Regions from separate parts of the Oncorhynchus mykiss genome. Here region 2 is linked to region 1. A link is a contact called in public Hi-C data. All regions are on one chromosome and are shown on one strand. The core of a region is the stretch at or near the end of the contact, and the rest is flanking DNA. Distances in the headings are between cores, read along the strand shown.

Region 1 (4,258 bases), core at 856-3,355:
ACCATTAAAATAATATCACTCATCCCAGAGCTATCGTAACGACATAGTAGTGGCCTACATAGAGTAAACCACCAGACCAATCATACTAAAACACTTAAGGATTTAATCACATGGGCCATCCATCTCTCCCTGGTGTTTTCATCCTGGAGGGACATTGATAAATGGAACACTGAACTTGCCTAAGGCCAATGGCGGTGCTATCAGTCTTTGTCAGTCAGTCAGTCACACACACACACACACACACACACACGTTTGAGAGTCAGAATTCTAGGAAGCCATCTAAATACTTGTATCTTCGATGGCACTGACTGAAGGAAGTAGGAAAGCAACATTCTCCAGGAGAGAGAAACTCTGAAGAAAGATCCAGGAATGGGTACAGCATGGTACAATCAATCAGTAAGAGTTTAAGATTAATGTCTGGCATGAATATCAAAAACACACCTCTGAGCACTCACCCCCCTGCAGCTCCCCAACTGGCGTGTGCTCAGTGCCTGATAATAACACAGCCTACCGGCTAGACAGAATAATCCTATTGGGACAGGCAACACTACAGAGGAAAAGAGGGCTCCCAACAATAGAGACAACACACAGGCTCAGGCAAGGTAACCCCACCAAAAAGGGATGCGGCTGGGCCCACATAATCTACCATGCTGGGGAGCCATCCGGACCTGGGGGCACAGAGGAATAGAGGGCGTAACAGACAAGCCCCTGACTACGATCCCTTTGTTGAGAGAGCCTTCAGTAAACACATGTTCGTACACACACACACACACACACACACACACTAGTTGTAGTGCAGCATTCATGCCTTGATCCCTTTTAGGGAGCAGACAGACACCTTGAATTCCTTGCTCAGTTTCTGGCACCACACTTCATAGTTGCATAAGCCCAAAATGTTATGTTGTTTTCTGTAAAGCTAAACATCACAGAATGCACAGTGATATGGGTGTACTGTGGACCACCTCTGATATGCATGAGAGGCCTCATATTGGCGTGAACCAAGCAGTTTGGCTGAAATAATTTATTGCAATGTCTTATCCTTGCCCCATTGGGAACTATGAGTTTGAGCATGTCAACTTTCCTATTTAGAAGGAAAAAAAGTGATTTTGAGGGACGTCAAACATGTGCATTTCCCTTTAAAATGTGTTTCTTCTTTCTAACCCTAGATGGCTCTCACCATGTGCACGTATTTGTTCATTTGGGTCATTTAAATTTCCGTCCTCGACTTTAACATTACACTCCTTTTTGGTCAATTTCTCACTGATGAGACGAACAGCAAAATAATGTCCAACAGCAAAATAATCACTATAATTCAGGCTACTTCCTCTACTGGCAAAGAGTAGACAGCAAAACTCATTATTTCGCCAATTGTTTATTGCCTCCTCCCAAACCACCGAAAGTCAACCTTCTCTGAAAAAGGTTAATCAGGATAATCTGACATCGTCGCGCCATAACTACAGCTGGTGAAGGTTCAGGGTGGCTGCCAACTCGACAAGCACTAGTTACTGACACAACGGAGCAACTAACAGTAGTTATGCTTGATTGAAAGTTTCTGACAAAGCTTCATCTACAGCTAATAAAGTACAATTGGCTGACAAACCAACTGTCCAACTCTTAACCAAAGACTATGAAATTGCTAGCAATCTCATTACTCTGATGTCAACTACCGAATCGTCGTTTGTAGGCATACAAGAAACTGGCTGGGGTTATGGGTAAGAGTAACCGAGTTGGACCTCCGCCGAGATCCGTTCGCTCACACTGGGTGCTCGCGCTGCGCTGTCTTGATTGAACACAGACTGACATCGCAATACAACTTAACGCACTTATGTCATTTTCGTACATGTCATTAAGGAATATGTCGGCTCCTTACCTGCCATGAAACCAGTCCTTACAAATGTCGCATTCAATCATAAACCGGCTAACATCATACGACTGCTGGCAGACACAATACAGCGAGGCTGCCGCCATCTTCATAGTGTCCCCAAACAACGCAGGCAGAAAGTTGGGCGGGGACTATGTCCACCACACACTCAAAAAGCCGAATGCGAAACGATAAATTACGGAAACGTTTCAGAAGACAAAAAAATGACCACTCAGTCTAGAACGTCATATGTTTATGACAATCAATCATCTCTCACTATTAAACCCAAATTACGAATGCAACACCATAATGTCGGATATATACACGAGCATGCACTTTATATGTTGTCCTAAACTTTAAGAAATGATTTTGTTTGCTTCATAGTGTAACATGCCAGAGCTATTGGCCCCAGGTGCTCCAAATTGTAAATTAAAGGTAGACTCAGCGATATGACATAGATGCAGGACGTAAACAGCATAATGGGTAAATTTCGGTAACAACTAAGAGCATTTAAACGCGAGGCTCAACTGTTTTGGTCCCCTGGCTACCACCCTTTAACAGGGTGAAGCGAACCCATACACATGTACAGATACTGTGTGTGACTGTGTGAGGGTGCGAAGTATTGTATCTCGCGCATCTGAATGGGCGCGTTCCTATGCCCAGGCGTTGCTGACGCCTGCCAGATCTTACAAAGTCTGGATAGGTATTTTACGTATCAGCTAACCACGTAATATGCTATAGCAACATGTCAGTCGATTACACAGTTTATGATGTGGCACGCAACCATTGGTTGATGCACGCAAAGTCTGAGCAGGGGAACACAACCAATATCTGTGGTGTTGCTTGTAGCAACATCATTTCGCTGAGTATACCTTTAATGGCATTGTAGACCTATTTAGATCTATTCAGTCTTGAGATCACCTCAGCAACGGAACGGTATGGGGGCCATGACAAGATTCACTACATATACAAGAGTATGTGGACACCTATTCAAATGAGTGATTCAGCTATTTCAGCCACACCCATTGCTGACAGGTGTATAAAATCGAGCACACAGCCATGTACTCTCCATAGACAAACATTAGCAGTAGAATGGCCTTACTGAAGAGCTCAGTGACTTAGAACGTGGCACCGTCATAGGATGCCACCTTTCCAACAAGTCAGTTCGTCAAATTTCTGCCCTGCTAGAGCTGCTGCAGTCAACTGTAAGTGTTGTTATTGTGAAGTGGAAACGTCTAGGAGCAACATTGGCTCAGTCACGAAATCGTTGGCCACACAAGCTCACAGAATGGAACCACAGAGTGCTGAAGCGTGTAGCAAGTAAAAAATGTTTTGTCTGCCCTCGGTTGCAACACTCACTATCAAGTTCCAAACTGCCTCTGGAAGCAGTGTCAGCACAAGAACTGTTTGTCGGGAGCTTCATGAAATGGGTTTACATGGCAGAGCAGCCGCACACAAGTCTTAGATCACCATGTGCAATGACAAACATCGGCTGGAGTGGTGTAAAGCTTGCCACCATTGGACTCTAAGTAGTGGAAATGCATTTTCTGGAGTGATGAATCACTCTTCACCATCTGTCAGTCTGACAATACAGTAAAAAAAAATTTTTTTTTTTTTAAATACCTTAAAAAAAAGAACAATAACAAGGCTATATACAGGGGGTACAGATTCAATGTGCGAGTGCACCAGTTAGTCGATATAATTGAGGTAATATGTACATGTAGGTAGAGTTATTAAAGTGACTATGCATAGAGAATAACATCATTTGCCAGTCTGACGGACAAATCTGGGTTTTGAAGGTTCCTTGAGAACACTACCTGGGCAAATGCATAGTGCCAACTGTAAAGTTTGATGGGAAGGAATAATGGTTTGGGGCTGTTTTTCATGGTTTGTTGAGATCGGTGTGGAAGAATTTAACTGGCGTACACAGAGCCCTGACCTCTACCCCATCGAACACCTTTGGGATGAACTGGAACACCGACTGTGAGCCAGGCCTAATCGCCTAACAGCAGTGCCCGACCTCACTAATGCTCTTGTGGCTGAATGGAAGCATATCTTGCAGCAATGTTCCAACATCTAGTGGAAAGTCTTCCCAGAAGAGTGGAGGCTGTTATAGGTGCAAAGGGGAAACAACTCCATATTAATGCCCATGATTTTGGAATGAGATGTTTGACAAGCAAGTGTCCACATACATTTGGTAATGTAGTTTATGTGATGTAATACCAATTTTCAGGGACCGTTTGGCTCAGGAGCACTACTTCTGAACTACTGGCTAAAAAGTATACAAAAGTACCAGAGAATCTCTTTAATCAAATGTTCTGCCAAATGGCAGCCCCACCACTTGATTTGCTGAGGATGGGGCTAGAGAAATGTAATAGAGGGGTTCAGGGGTGCAAT
Region 2 (4,258 bases), core at 515-3,014, 130 kb before region 1:
GTTACAGCCAGGACCAACACCCCTGGGGACAGGAAACAGGTATCACAAAGAAATGTACCGTGTTGTGGTATCAACAATTTGCATATCTACTTTCACTGGAAATGTTTATAGTTTTCTAAATCTATTTCAGAAATAGAGAGCACAACACGGGAAGTGTTATCACTTAGCAACGGCTATGGAGGAAAAAGTGGCGCTCTCGGAATGTTCAGACAGAAACCCCATTGACCCAACTCTCTAAATATATGACTCTGGATAACACAGACACAACAGTCAACGGCAAGGCATTGGTAGGAACACAGTTAAGACACCTCTCCTTATCTGACTTCACTTACATAACAGACAGCTTAGCACACTTGTAGTTTCTGAATGGCGAGAGGGTGTCACCCAATATTTACTAACGGAGCCCATAACGCCATGCCCTTGACTTACTTCCACTGAATACTGTTCTTAGACTTCTTCTCGATCAGTCCGATGCCCTCAAGCACATTGGTGATGTCGTAGATGCGCCGCTTCTGTCTTACAGCTAGGGTGTCTGCTGCCTGTGGGAGAGAAAGAGTGGTCAATGTTTTTTATACATTGGTGTAGAGCAGTTTGGGGGTCCGTTGAACAAATCCACAGCTAAAAACAAATAGCTTGGTAGATTCTATAACGTTGAGGAAGCTTAGCTATTCATGGGCTTCAAAGTTACACATAACTGAGTCTTCAACGAGCACTTACAGCAATAAACATATGGCTAGTGCTGATAACTACGATGGGTTAATCCTCATTACTGCAATGGGATGACATATATTCTATTGTGGTCAGTCACGCCCAGCCTAAACAAAACCTAACATATTGTCAGCATAATTTAACCAATGATAATTTTGACTTGCGGATTTATTTATTTTCTAGCTACATAAAAAGGTGTGTGACTCTGAACCGGGTTCGGGTTTTAACTGTTTTGCCAGATTCAGTTCATGACAACAATGTGCAGCCTTGCGTGCTTGTCTTCATTGCGGCTGCAGGGGGCAGAATATATAAAGTTAGCTGGCTAGCTTGCTGCTTAGTACCTCAACCAATGACTGTGTGACCTCAACAGAGGAGTTGAAGTAACGTTACTTGGCAACTGGCTAGCCAACTTTTCCTACATTCAGTGGACGGGCAAATTGTAACAAACTAGGGAGTTAATTGAACTATTCAAACACATAAACAGAAGAAAAAAAACACTTGACCCAATGTATCACGCTGATGGCTAATGTTAGCTAGCGAAAACCTTGAATTAGATTTACTACTAACGGTAGCAAGCCACAAGCTACATTTACATCCGCGTGCCAACAACAAAGAGTAAGGCATGCTTACTGCTTTCAGGTCTAGAACTCCATCCTTGGCCTCTTGTAGCAAAGATACAAATTTGGTTGTAAGCAATCCTAGACTCTTCTCGTGTCGACTTGGGGTTTGAGGTTGAAGCGAGTCACCCATAGCTCCAAATTCGGTTCTTTCCGACTCCAGCTCCATCTGATTAGGAATTCTTGTTCGAATCCGTACAACAGTAACGTTAGCTAGCCGGCCCCAAACTCACTTGCTAGCTAGAAACCCCTTTACATTCGCCGTGCTAAAGTGAGATTTATCTATATAAAATACTTTGCATGGTACTAATTGTAGGATAATACAATATGGTCCGGTCCAGATTATTGACCTGATAATTTAAAAAAAAAAACAGGCCTGCAAAATATTTCAACGAGTGTACGGTCCGAAGCCGTTAGACACACGAGGTATGCTGGGATGGTTTGGTTTGTGAAGCTAAGGGGCCACCTGCAAAACATGAGATACTATGAAAAGCGTACACTATAAATTGTAATCGTTTTACTTGACAAGAAAGTCAACTGTTGCTAGTAAAGCATTTCGCAATATTAGATATTACCTCATCACATATGCTAAATCACAAGATCATTAAATGTTTGTTTATTATGGATTAGACTGCACATGTGGCCCTTTTTAGGGACAGTTCTATTTTCTACATGCCCTAACTACTTTCATTTTACAGTCAAATAATAATAAATTTTTCGAGGATATGCTTAGGCTAAATCTTTAAGATTTTACAGTTTAAGAAATGCTTAATCAATTGCAATTCATGTACCAGGATATTAAAAATGAGAATGTGGTGCCTATTTTGTCTGATATTACTACTTTTTTTCATTGCATACTCATTGCTTTATAGACATTATATCGCATACATGAAGACAATCTCAGTGGTAATGACAAAAAAGCTATGGTCACGCTAGTGACAATGACTGTGTAATAAATAGAGAATTATAGATGCCAAATTCTATTTACCAGAACACTGTTTGTGCAAATGTGCGCATGCGTGTACGCCCATGTCTGTCACTTTGGAGAAGAGGAGCGCAGTGTGCTGTCACTATGGTTGGATCTGAACAACATGTATGGTGTGTTCAATTGTTCTGTGTGGATATGCATCTACCTCCTCATCTTCTTCCGAAAGGTTAATAGACCCAAAAACTTTCCTCCTGGTCCACAACCCATTCTAATATTTGGGAATCTTATGAAAGACCTGGAGATGGTAGGTCTTGTATACAACTCTATTATTATGCCATTCTTCTAACTTTCATTAATAATCAATAAGTACTTGATGTGTCAGATTAAAAAAACATAGCCTACTGTAAGTCTTCCTTGCAATATGAAGAATCTATGAAATACTTTCATCAAAGCAACCTTTGCACATAAACCTAAAATTGAGTAACATGTCTCTTGGACATGAAAGGTTTATGTCGCATGTAATCTCTAGGCCAGGGCTATTCAACTATATTCTTAAATGGGCCAGATGTAAAAAAAAATCTTCAAAAGAACTGTGTAAAAAAAAAGATAGGTACAACCACTAATAAAGCACTTTTCTTAAGATTAAATGTTGCTAAAACTCAAACCAATTTGAGTTGAGGTGCAACCAAAAAATGTGATCATCATTAAAAGGTGCAGTATGCAGAAATCGCTCCGCCATTTCCTGGCAGCTAAATTTCTAATAGTTCGCCCAATTTCCAGTGTTTTAAAGTACTTAAGTAAAAATACTTTAAAGTACTACTTAATTATTTTGGGGGGTATCTGTACTTTACTATTTATATTTTTGACTACTTTTACTTCACTACATTCCTAAAGATAATCATGTACTTTTTACTCCATACATTTTCCCTGAAACCCAAAAGTACTCGTTACATTTTGAATGCTTAGCAGGTCAGGAAAATTGTCAAAATCATGCACTTATCCAGAGAACATCCTTGGTCATCCGTACTGCTTCTGATCTGATGGAATCACTAAACACAAATGCTTCGTTTGTAAATTATTTGAGTGTTGGAGTTTGCCCCTTATTATCCGTAAATACACATTTTAAATAAAACAAATTTGCTTAATATAAGCAATTTGAAATGATTTATACTTTTACTTTTGATACTTAAGTATATTTAAAACAAAAGGCTTTTAGACTTTTAATCAAGTAGTATTTTACAGAGTTACTTTCACGTTTACTCAAGTATGACAATTGGGTATTTTTTCCAATAATATCACAAAATGTCAAATCAGGTAACGCCACTTTGAATTAATTTCCTTCGGTCATTAGATGTGTTTTTTGTCACACTGTCTTCTAAGATCAAGTCAATGGCTGTGTCTGAGAACGATCAAAACCGCAATGTATCATGCGTAAATTCTGACTGATATACAAATGGTAATGGGTTGTTATTTGTGATGCAAGGTGATTTGTAGATCAGTCAGTCGGCAGTCGCCTATAGTCGTTTTGATGATCTCGAACATGGCCCTTCAGGCTCCCAAGTGGCGCAGCGGTCTAAGGTACTGCATCTCAGTGCAGGATGCGTCACTACAGTCCCTGGTTTGAATCCAGGCTGTATCACATCTGGCCGTGATTGGGAGTCCCATAAAGTGGTGCACAATTGGCCCAGCGTCGTCCGGGTTTGGCCGGGGTAGGCCGTCACTGTAAATAAGAATTTGTTCTTGCCTAGTTAAATAAAATATAAATACAATTTTAAAAAATGTGAGTATCAGAGCAACAACAACTCAGCCACACAAGAACAGGACCGCAAAGTGCTGAAGTGCGTAACGTGTAAAAGACGTCTGTCCTCGGTTGTGTTGGGTCCACTTTTCTGGGCTCCGTTATTTACTTAACAAATAAGGAATATTCAAAAAGTGCACTTATAAATCATATCAATTTTAATCAAAATACAGCTGTAGACAGAAGTCAAAGATCATTCATCAAACA

What was found. A called contact is a pair of places that touch in the nucleus more often than the background predicts.
Region 2: a Hi-C map of liver shows a contact between it and region 1, with 4 times the contacts expected there. A contact is called at or near these places in 2 of 3 Hi-C or Micro-C datasets (blood and liver).

What each region holds. Positions count from the first base shown.
Region 1 is chr2:86,421,564-86,425,821 of USDA_OmykA_1.1, reverse strand. LOC110498407 (lysine-specific demethylase 7B) reads right to left here and starts at 2,105. Exons shown (of 21, transcript XM_021575039.2): 1 at 1,871-2,105. The coding sequence starts at 1,974.
Region 2 is chr2:86,552,981-86,557,238 of USDA_OmykA_1.1, reverse strand. LOC110498585 (transcription factor E2F4) reads right to left here and starts at 1,764. Exons shown (of 10, transcript XM_021575240.2): 1 at 1,339-1,764; 2 at 430-539; 3 at 1-22. The coding sequence starts at 1,494.